2 separate regions of the Mus musculus genome follow, and region 1 is linked to region 2. The links are chromatin contacts, called in public promoter capture Hi-C maps. All regions are on one chromosome and are shown on one strand. Each heading gives the region's core, a stretch centred on a gene start, on an enhancer-like site or on the middle of the called end of the contact. The rest is flanking DNA. Distances are from core to core; before and after follow the strand shown. Region 1 overlaps Aldh2 (aldehyde dehydrogenase 2, mitochondrial). Region 2 overlaps Naa25 (N(alpha)-acetyltransferase 25, NatB auxiliary subunit).

Evidence for each region. Capture Hi-C pulls out chosen DNA fragments and counts their contacts.
Region 1: a promoter capture Hi-C map of liver shows a contact between it and region 2. The contact joins two enhancer-like sites. A contact is called at or near these places in 1 of 39 promoter capture datasets (pre-B cells), 1 of 115 datasets of contacts at active chromatin or transcription factors (embryonic stem cells) and 3 of 9 other capture datasets (adipose tissue, liver and pancreatic islet).

The regions. Positions count from the first base shown.
Region 1 is chr5:121,562,466-121,567,832 of GRCm38.p6, reverse strand. It overlaps Aldh2 (aldehyde dehydrogenase 2, mitochondrial), which reads left to right. Exons shown (of 13, transcript NM_009656.4): 13 at 1-1,806. Among named protein-coding and RNA genes, the nearest start is that of Mapkapk5, 19 kb to the right of the region's middle. Within about 2 kb of position 3,217, at least 99 of the 459 cell types and tissues checked have an H3K27ac peak or open chromatin away from gene starts, as enhancers often do. A contact at or near this core is called in adipose tissue and liver, where this site is marked.
Region 2 is chr5:121,435,961-121,441,700 of GRCm38.p6, reverse strand. It overlaps Naa25 (N(alpha)-acetyltransferase 25, NatB auxiliary subunit), which reads right to left. Exons shown (of 24, transcript NM_172722.4): 20 at 4,977-5,042; 21 at 3,996-4,093; 22 at 2,863-2,973; 23 at 2,220-2,366; 24 at 1-1,873. The coding sequence ends at 1,751. Among named protein-coding and RNA genes, the nearest start is that of Erp29, 14 kb to the left of the region's middle. Within about 2 kb of position 3,375, at least 19 of the 459 cell types and tissues checked have an H3K27ac peak or open chromatin away from gene starts, as enhancers often do. A contact at or near this core is called in adipose tissue and liver, where this site is marked.

The sequences.
Region 1 (5,367 bases), core at 1,968-4,467, 130 kb before region 2:
AGCTCCTGATAAACTGGGTAGGGGATGAAGCTCAATGCAGACCGATCACGCGTCCAGATGTGCAGGATGCTGCCTTCAACCTGCAGTCCCTAAGCAGCAAATGAGCAATAAAAATCAGCAGATCAAAGCCACGGGGTCAGTTCTCTAAGACGTAAATTCTGAGTCTTATCTCTGTTGCATTCCGTAACTCTCTGCTTTGGGAGGAGACAAGGCCGTCCTTAGAATTGAATTAGCTCTGTGGAACACTAGCGCCTTGGTGTTTACTGGTCAGAAGTCATGAAAGGCAGGACCCCTCTCTATTCCTGGATACACGGGACGCCAGGATGTCCCCACTATTTGGTGATATCATGTATATCTCATTACCCTCATCCCCATCTTGGTACCTGGGATCTTGGTTCTCACAAGTAATTCTAGGCTGACGAGGAGGGATGTAAGCTAAAGGGAGGGGAGTCACTATTCTTGGCTGCAGCTACATTTTGGAATTTCACACTGGCCTATCTCACAGGCCAGAGGAGGTAGTGACACCCGTTTGATCCTTTCCAAGGGTGAGCCAGGTTAGGTTTCAACCAAGGGACCTCACGGCTCGGCATCAGTTGCATGCTGCTAACTAACCTGGAGTCGATTCAGCCAAAAGACAGTTTCCAGAAGTGGCTCTGTTCTCCCAATCTGTTCTGCGGCCTCTTTGAGGCACAGAGCAGAGCAGAGCCATGTCATGTGCACAGTGCAAGGTCTGCCTCTCGAACTACCAGAACCAAGAGAGATTGGAGGTATTAGTGACAGTGGCCTGATGGAGGTGGCAGGTGATGGCCCGTGAAGGTAGATTTTCAGGGAATAAGAGAATGTGGCAGTGACTGGCAGCTGCAATGCAGACTCTGGTTCAGGCTATGGTCACTGCAGATGCCTGGATGTGTGACAGATGTGATGACATTGCTGAAAGACAGAGGGACCCACTCCCAGTGGAAGGCCAAGAGAGCTCTTGAGCAGGGCTCCAGTTACGTGAGCTTTCTCCCTCTTGTACCAGAAGGTTCCATTCCTAGAGGTTTTAGCTACCTGTGACCTCTGCCCTGTGTATAAATGGGGTTACTGTGACTATCCCAACCCTGCCCTGTCCTAAAGTACCTTCAAGGGCCACCTTGTGCCCAACCTGTAGATTATTCCCTATACAGAAATGCTCATGATGTTTGGCATAAAAAAAAAATTAAGCCAGCAATTAGCAATAGTCATTGTGAGAAGTTACACAACTCTTGGTGCCGCTACGCTTGTGTTTTGGGGTGTTGAGTTAGCTCTGCATGGGTGCTGCAATACTCAATCCTGGAAGCCCAGGAGCCAAGATGGTTGCTCGTAGCTGATAGGTGGGCAAATATGCCACGTGGGTACAACGGCTGCAGGCATGATGCTCACATCGGGCACAGGGCCGCACCGATGCATGCAGCCTGGACCAGTGTGTGCTTATTTTCAGAATTTCCGTTTATACTCTTATGCTATGCATGACGATTAGCTGCCTGGTACCTGCCCTGAGCAGGGATAAGCAGGTCAAGTCCAAGGTCCACAGGAGCTGGGAAGCTTAGGGGCGAAGGTCACAGATCTTACTCACCTAGTGAGTGAACAAGGCGTGGAGAGCAAGCTGCCATCACAGGCACAAGAAACGGACGGTGAGCTTAGCTTTAGAACTAGCCAGTCAGAGGCAGAGCTGAGGGTAGAAGGCTGATGAAGCCCTGAAGTTGTCCTTCGACCTCCATATACACATCCCTGTATGTGCATGCGCACTCAATGAAATAAATAAGTAAATACAATTTTTAAAGATCATATGCCTGGCGTGGTGCCTCACACCTTTACCCCAGTACCTGGAGGCAGAGGCACTTGGATCTCTTGAGTTGAAGGCCGGTCTGTTGTACAGATTGAGTTCTGGGACAGCCAGGGCTACACCGAGAAACCCTGTCTGGAAAAAACAAAAATTAAATTTGGGTGGTTGCCTGTAATGACACACCCTGTAATCCCAAGATTTAGAAGACGATTTAGAGAAGGCAGGAGGATTACCAAGAGTTTGAGGCCAGCTTGGACTTAAAAAATCCTGTCTCAATAAAAAAAGGGAAGGGGGTGGTGTCAGGCCACCAGGTAGCTTGGCGACCACAGTGACCACCGTAAGCAGTAAGCAGTGACGTGAGCACTTGAAACCTGCAGGAGTGGGCCCTACCTTCGTCATAGTGTGCAAAGTTTACCATGGAGACGCCAATCCAAGCACCACGCTGCACATACTGACTGCATGACATTTGGCAAGTGTGTCATGGAATTGCTGCAGGAGGATTACTGTAGTCTCAAGAAACCAAATCCCTCTCAGGTGACAAGAGGAAGGGGAGGAGTGGGGGGAGTGAGGGGTCTGCGGTGAGAGTCCTGGAGGGCTGGGAACTGCTTCTTTTCACTTCCAAAGGGCTTCCTCATCTCTCAAGCTCCACCTCCGTCCAGCTTCATTGCCCATTCTGGCTTCTGATGAGTCTGGATCCTTAGAACTGCTGCCCAGCCAGCCTTCCTCCCCAAGGCCCTGCAAGGAGAATGCCTGTGGCCCTGGTGTCTGGTCCGGTTGATGTGGAATACCTCCATCAAGCTAGTGCTATAGAGATGGGATGAAGCTTAGATCCGAGTCGTACCATCTACCCCGTGACCAGGAGACGCATCCCCACTAGTGATAGATACCCAAAGAAGACTAGAATTTGCAACATGAGAAATTAGCACCAGCCCGATACACACGCATTCTCTTATAGTCAGTGAGGCAGAGAGCAGTAGGAAGAATGGGATGGGGTGGGGGTGTGTGTGTGTGTGTGTATGTGTGTGTGTGTGTGGTGGTAATTCTTGGCCCCGGGCGTGTGAATCCAACTCAGTGCGAGACAAGCAGTTAATCCGGAACTAAGGCAGGCAGGTGTGATGAGCAGCCTGAAGCACAGGCTTCCACACCCAAGACACGGTAATCCTTTCTCTGTGAAGGAACCCTCTGGGCCGGAAGCAGCTGTCTGGGAGTGAAAACAAGGTTCTCAGGTTCCGTGGAGGAGCCTGATCTCTCTGGGTACTTGGATATGGGCCGATCACAGGAGTATTGGGTGCAAAGCCGTTGTTTGTGGGTTTGGCCTTCTCTGATCCTCAGGAGGAAATGCCGGGGTCTTGAGCACAACAAAAAGGCACGTGGGTGCTGGAGCGGAGACCCAGATGTTAGCGCCTCCTGGTGGCCAATGGCCAAACCACAGCGATATCCTCTGAAGGGAATCAAGACTGCAAGATGGCTCAAAGGGAGGAACTGAAAACAGTTACTGCAAGATGGCTCTGCAGTAAAGGAAGCTTGCCACCAAACGGAACCACCTGAGTTTGATTCCTAGAACCCACGAGGTGGAAGGAATTGAGAACTGCAAGAAAACAGGGATCCCCAACAAAAACCTTCCCGTGGATCTTCACAGCAGCCGAAGGGAAAAGCTGAACCTCACTCAACATTTCATCTACCAACATCTGTATTGTGTGTTTGTTTGTTAGCTAGTTTGTTTTCTTTTTTCTTTTTTTTTTAGATATATTTATTTTTTAATTTTTATTTATTTTTTTGGTTTTTCGAGACAGGGTTTCTCTGTATAGCCCTGACTGTCCTGGAGCTCACTTTGTAGACCAGGCTGGCCTCGAAATCAGAAATCCGCCTGCCTCTGCCTCGAGAGTGCTGGGATTAAAGGTGAGTGCCACCACGCCCGGCTTATTTATTTTAAGATTTATTTATTTATTATATGTAAGTACACTGTAGCTGTCCTCAGACACTCCAGAAGAGGGAGTCAGATCTCGTTAGGGATGGTTGTGAGCCACCATGTGGTTGCTGGGATTTGAACTCTGGACCTTCGGAAGAGCAGTCGGGTGCTCTTACCCACTGAGCTATCTCACCAGCCCCCTAATTTGTTTTCTTAAAAGACCACAGTTCACATACCAGATTTGGGGAGTCCAATCAACAGGACAGGATACCTGTCAGTGTGGATATCTACACTGAAGACATCTGGGGGGGGGGGAGATTCTGATCCTGCTCCCCCCTTGCCTCCTCACAGCCTGCGGTGAATTTGAGAGGCCCACCTAGCCACCCCCACTTTGGAACTGTCTTCCCCACTGGCTCTTGGGGCTCTGCTCTGTTCTTCCCCTGGGCAGTGTGGATACTTGAGCTTGACCAGGCTGGATCCATACCATCGACATTGAACAGGGTGAAGCACAGGGTGTGCCCTGGAAGGGTAAGGTCTTGTAATAAATGACATAAGAGACTGCAGCTGTCACACAGATGAAGCAGGCATAGAAGAAAGCCACGGAAGAACAAGCTAGCAGTCTTTGGGGAACACACTGAACCCTACCTGTCTTAGGGTTTTACTGCTGTGAGCAGACACCATGACCAAGGCAACTCTTATTTTTTCTTTTTTAAAGATTTATTTATTATTATATGTAAGTACACTGTAGCTGTCTTCAGACACACCAGAAGAGGGAGTCAGATCTTGTTACGGATGGTTGTGAGCCACCATGTGGTTGCTGGGATTTGAACTCTGGACCTTCGGAAGAGCAGTCGGGTGCTCTTACCCACTGAGCCACCTCACCAGCCCTTTTTTTTTTTTTTTTTTGGTTTTTCAAGACAGGGTTTTTCTGTATAGCTCTGGCTGTCCTTTGTACACCAGGCTGGCCTCAAACTCAGAAATCTGCCTGCCTCTGCCTCCCCAGTACTGGGATTAAAGGCGTGAGCCACCACGCCTGGCCCAAGGCAACTCTTATAAGGACAACATTCAATTGGGGCTGGCTTACAGGTTCAGAGATTCAGTTCATTATCATCAAGGCAGGAACATGGCAGCATTCAGGCAGGCATGGTGCAAGAGGAGCTGAGAGTTCTACGTTTTCATCTGAAGGCTGCTAGTAGAATACTGGATTCCAGGCAGCTGGAATGAGGGTCTTAAAGCCCACACCCACAGTGACACACCTACTCCAATAGGGCCACACCTTCTAATAGTGCCACTCCCTGGGCCGAGCATATACAAATCATCACACTACCCAACTGTCCCTAGAACACCATCTCTCCCCCATCTCTCCCTTCCTCTCCTCAGTGCATGCCAGAGTAGTGACATCACTCAGAGCAGTGATGACATCAGAGCAGTGATGGCATCAGAGTTAGTGACATCACTCAGAGTAGTGATGACATCAGAGAAGTGGTGGCATCAGAGTAGTGACACCACTCAGCGATGACATCAGAGCAGTGATGGCATCAGAGTTAGTGACATCACTCAGCAGTGATGACATCAGAGCAGTGTTGTAGAAGGTAAACAATCCCAAATCGGGATTTCTACCCTGCCTCTGACCATTCAGTTCCTGGATAAAAGA
Region 2 (5,740 bases), core at 2,126-4,625:
CAGGATAGACCATTAGAGGAAGGAGCTATGCCTGAGGGCCATAGCCAGCCCATGCAGTCCATACGGACCATGGTCAGCTGACAGAGCTTGATTTAGAGCATCTGTGACCGTGAACACACAGCACAATTTGAATATCCCAAGAAACATTATTCCAGGAGCCAGGGCAGTGCAAGCAAACGCCCACCCAGTCCCATGGGAAACAGGCCACAACTACAGAACAGTACCACAAGGTGGTGTTCAAGGCAAGTCAAAATCAGGGTCTTCAACCCATCTTATTCAAAAAGGCCCTTTTTTTGGGGATGGAGCACGTGATACTCTGATGCAACCATGATGTAGGCTCCAGCACATCCTACAAGTAAGAAAGTAGTTTGCACACATTTCCTTACAAGTAAATTAGTTAACCACTATGCTGATTTGTGAATCCCAGACAGTTACGATAAAGAATGCAATGGTGTGCTGCTGGAGCAGTCCATGGGAAAGACCAGTCCTCACCAAGTCATCTTTTCACCTTACAGTTACTCTCAGGAATAAAGTGACAGGGAACAAGAACAGAAGTGAGAGAGGAGATTCAGACACAAAACAGTCACGGAAAGCGCTGTCGGAGCTCGGCATGACATAATCAAGAGCAGTTTTCATCTTCTCGCAGACCAGCCTCTTAAGCTGGAGGCTTAGGGAACAGGCCACCAACCTTAGGTGAACAACATGAATACACCCTGATGCAGTTCTTAAGTGTCAACAGGACACCAACATCAGGCCCATTATAAAACATACCTTTTTCAACCTAAAACTTAAAAACCTAGGTTAAACCCATATTTAATCCTTCCATCCCAAAGCCCCCCTTAAAAGCACTAGAGTAGTAAATCTGTTTCCAAGCATATTTATGCATATGTGTATCTGTGTGTGACTCATCAATCAGCTGCACAAGGTGACTTAATGACGACACAAATATCAGACTCGCCTGCACACACCACGTACAACCTCTTCCAACAGCTTTTCCACCTTTCCCAGAAGACCAGCGGGGCTCAGTCTCAGCAGTTTACGAAGCTCACGGTGGGCTGTGCTCAGATTTCTTCCTCAAAGTGGGCAGAACTTGGACTTCCTCACTGCCCTGAGGCTGAGCTCTCCCAGGAGCGGGGCTGGGGATGTCTTGGCTGCTGGGGCTGTGAAGCCAAAACTGAGCACCTGTGGTCATGTGTGGTGCCCTGTGGTGGCACGTACTCAGCCACATCTCCCTTGAGCCTCTGTGGGTCCATCCCGGTTCTGTGGGATGGCACAAGGAACCTGCCACTGAGGGAAGGGTCCTGCTCCTGGGTCTCCTACACCTGCTTTTGCCTCATACGGCTACAGTATGGGCTACCCAACCCAAACTCCCACTGCATGATGAAAAAGCAACCCACCTGCTCTGAGGTCGATGCTATACTTATTCTCTATTGCTGCTTGTATAGAAATGTCCACCCCAGCCATTCCTGGAGCTGGGAGTGAGGTGGGGTGCTCTTGTTGCTGTCCTGTATGTATGGACAGGTATAAAGAGTGGTAAACCCAGATGAGGGTCCTGCTTCTGGTTTATATACAATAATTTAATTTGTTGTATATATTTAATACCTCAAAAATTAATTCACGATCAAAGTCCTTCATGCATTTGTGAGGAAGTTCTGGATTAGAACAATGCCAGCCAGATGTTGTTTTTGCTGGGGAAGGTGGTGTGTCATCTTCTGCTGTGGAACCTTCGGTGTTTATGGTTCAGAATTCCTTAAATTTTTAGTTTCTTTGTAGTCTCAAGTCTTTTTCTCAGCAGCTCCCCTGTCTCCAGAAGTGAGTGCAGGTAACTGCTCTGGACTTTCCCCTGCACAGTCTTTGAAAATTTTCTTTCTTCCTACAAAATAAACAACAAGTAGTCTTGCTCAAAACTCAGTCGCTCAGTTTATAGAGACCTCAGGCAGAACACCAATGGCATTTTCAGTTCATAAAGATTATGGAAGGGGAAAGCCATTTCTGGCATCAGGTGACTCATGTAAGGCACACATGGCACAGGCTGTGATCAACAGGTGTGCACCCCAGACCAAGAAAAATGTGAGAGTCTTCCTGAGTAGCTTAGACACAGAGCTATTTCATGACAAGCTGGGTATAAGTGAAATCTGTGATGAACTGGGCATGAACTGATCCTCAGGAGAAAGTTTCAACCTGTGCACAATCCTCGCTGCTTGCACATCATCTCTTACCGTAGAGATAGAAGTTTCCTCTAACGTGAGCTCCTCAAGTCTAAGTGCAATCAGATGTGCTTCAAGTCCTTTAATATGATCCACAGCATTGGAAATTACAGTCTGAAGTCCAGTAACGTAGTCTTGGAAACTGGTGAAGATTGGAGGCTGGGGGAAGAAGATGAAAAAGCCGTTAAAAGCTTCCCAAACAGCCCGTTTTTCTAGCTTGGTGTGATAACTTCCCAGCATGCATGTCTGATGCTGTGAGCACAGGGATGAATGGACCCACTTTGGAGAAACCCATTAGCTGCTAACTTAGCTCCTGGGACGCACTGCACTGTCCTTTCAGTGGACCTAGGGAAGGATCTTCATGGTACTTTAAGGATGGACCTGGGAAGCGGCGGGCGGCAGGGACAATGTAAGTTGAGAGACAGCTGCCTTACATAGTGAGACTGTCTTAAAACCAGCACATACTTGTGTCCCAGCTACTGGGGAGGCCGAGGACCAAGAGTCAGGACAAGCCCAGGCAACACAGCACAGCCCTTACAGGAAAGGCTGCAGCAAACATGCCTCAGAGACCTGACAGCTCTAAGAATGTGCAGGGAAACAGCGGAAGGCGAGGCAATCGGGCTGGGCCAGGCGGTCGGCTGCTCTTTGTCATTACCATGATGATGCTCGTTTCTTTTTTCTTCTTTTTCTTTTTCTGGATATTTAATTTGTATGGTCGCAAGACACTTTCACAGTAACTGGACACCCAAAGGATGACAGAAATAGTCTGAAAGAGGAAGTTTACAAGCTCATCAGCAAAAGTTACACTAAGGCATCTGCATAGCAGCCAGAGACAAAGTCATGGCACTGGCAGTTATGCAGAAGCCAACCAGTGACCATGGAAAGGGACAAGCCAACCAGGACTGGCAGCTGTGACTATGCGCCAGCACAAACACTTCTTCCTTGGATGGTGTCTCCTATGTATCTGTCCCAGTTTGCTGCTCCAACAGCTGATAGCATTGTCCTTCCTCCTGGCTCTCCCTCTGCTAGTCTCCATTTCCTTCCCTTCCCTAAGGAGAGGGAGGACGTGTGTGTCCCTTTGCTAAGTGCAAAGCCCACATCCCAGCATGCGGGAGCTCTCCACACAGCAGTTAGTGGATGTGTGCCCTGAGCATCCAGCTGGCTCCTATCCCACACTGGGTTACTCAACAGCACCGGCTGGGGGAACACTCTGCACTGAAGAAGGCTGTCTGCTCTTACAGAAGACCTGGGTTCGGTGCCCAGCACCCACACGGCAGCTCTGGCCTTCTGCAGGTACTTGTATGCAAGGTAGACATGAACCCACACAGGAACACAATATACACATAAATCTAAACAACAACAGAAAGAATCTGACTAAAATCAAGAGTCCTGCTGCTATCAGGGTGCTGGCATATGCCCATGACTCCTAGGAGGCTGCAGCTGAGTCCAGAGTTCAAGGCCAGTCTCGATTACACACGAACTAACATTTTCAAAAAAGGAAACTACACTGTATTTTATCCTCCTCCAGCTGCCTGGAAAATACAGAATGCTAGGCAATTAGTAAAACAAGTGGCTGTGTGAACTCAAGCAAAGCCCAAGGAGGGTGAACCGTAGAGGAAGAGCCACTCAGATGCTGTCCCTAAGCACAGCAGAGGAAGCCAGCTTAGAAAAATGACAAAATGGCACCTAGTGTCTTAAACCATCAGTGACAAGCTGCAGGTGTAAAGCCCACACTCTGCTGCGGAGACGAGGCGACAAAGCCAGGCCCTCAGCAGGAGGAAGACACACCTCAACGAAGAAGACCAGATTCTCTAGGACTGCAGGCTGGGTCTTCACATTGCCATCTGTAACTTCTAAGAGGTCCCCTTTACATGTGCTGAAGACACCTGAGGGGGAGAAAAGGTTTTATGATATTATTCTCTGTAAGTTTTGATGCTTTTAGAATATAGAATCTGAAAATAACTAACATAAAAATTTAATCCAAGCCAGGCCTGCCTGGTGGCACTGGAAGTCAGAGGCGTGGAAGATCTCTAAGTTTGAGGCCAGCCTGGTCTACATACTAAGTTCCACGCTGCCTAGAGCTACAAGATGAGACCTCCATCTCAAAACAAAAACAACAAAAAAACAAACAAACAAATTAAAGCTCCAGTGAATAGGAGTGGAGCTGAGCACCAGTGCTTGCCTGGCCTGCTCTCAGTCTCAGACACCGTCCTCAGAACCATCAGAAGACAAAAGATAAAACTTCCCTCACACAAAGCTTCAATATATAAAGGCATATAAAGTAAAAAGTCTTAACAATTAACGTGCTATAGTCGCCAAAATATAAAAAGTAGTCTTAAAAATTATAGCCGGGCAGTGGTGGCGCACGCCTTTAATCCCAGCACTTGGGAGGCAGAGGCAGAGGCCAGCCTGGTCTACAGAGTGAGTTCCAGGACAGCCAAGGCTACACAGAGAAACCCTGTCTGGAAAAACAAACAAACAAACAAACAAAAAACAAAAAAGCATGCTAGCCATCAGCTGAGAGATCTGAAGTACGGGCTGTCATAAACTACAGACTGGGTGGTTTAGCAGCCCTGTGCCACTGTGAGGTGACATACATGAAGACCATCTAAACACAAAAACAAAGACTTTAACTTTAAAGATGAAAAAATAAATTTTAAAATTAAAAAGAAAAGCTTATTATTTCCAAACCCTTCCATATATATTTATATACACTGAGCTACTGTCAGACACACAAGCACAATTCAGGAATCTACAATAAAAACTTACCTTTCAATAGTTCTAGTAAAGATGCAAGACTATTTTCTATTCGTTCCTGTATATCCACTGTACCCTCTAAAAATGAAAAACAAGCAATCAATGGGTTGGGAATTTTTTTGTTTTGTTTTTTAAAGAAAAAACAATAAGCTGGGCACGACTGCATAGAGTTGTGACCCAGAGCCCAGCACACTGCGGCAACCAGACTGAGTTCAAGCCCAGCCCACAAGCTGTGCTGAAAAAACCCTGTGGGCTGGGAAAGCCACTGTCACCAAAGCCGAGTTTGATCCCCCAGATCCAGTTGGTTCTGTGACCTTGCCCTGAGTGCTGTGGTACACACAGACTAAGTAAGCAAACACATAAATGACAAACACCTACAGCAGCAGGGCCCGGAGAGATAGCTTGGCAGTTAAGAGTACAGAGGACCTGAGGTCAATTCCAAGTACACATTTCAGGATGTTCATAATGGCCTGGATCCCCAACTCCAACCCAACTGACAACTCTGGTCTCCATAGGCACCTGCCCTCCCCTGCACACCCCGAGACACACAAACACCCCAAAAAGTTGGTGCTGGAGAGAGAACTCAGCAGTTACGAGTAAGTACTGGCTGCTGTGGTAGAAGAACCAGGTTCAATTCCTAGAACCCTCATAGTGACTCACAACTGTAACTCCAGTCTAGAGGATATGACCCTCCCTACTCTGGCCCAGAGGGCTCCAGACATGCACATTATGCATAGAAATGCACACAGGCAAAATACCCATACACATAATAAAAT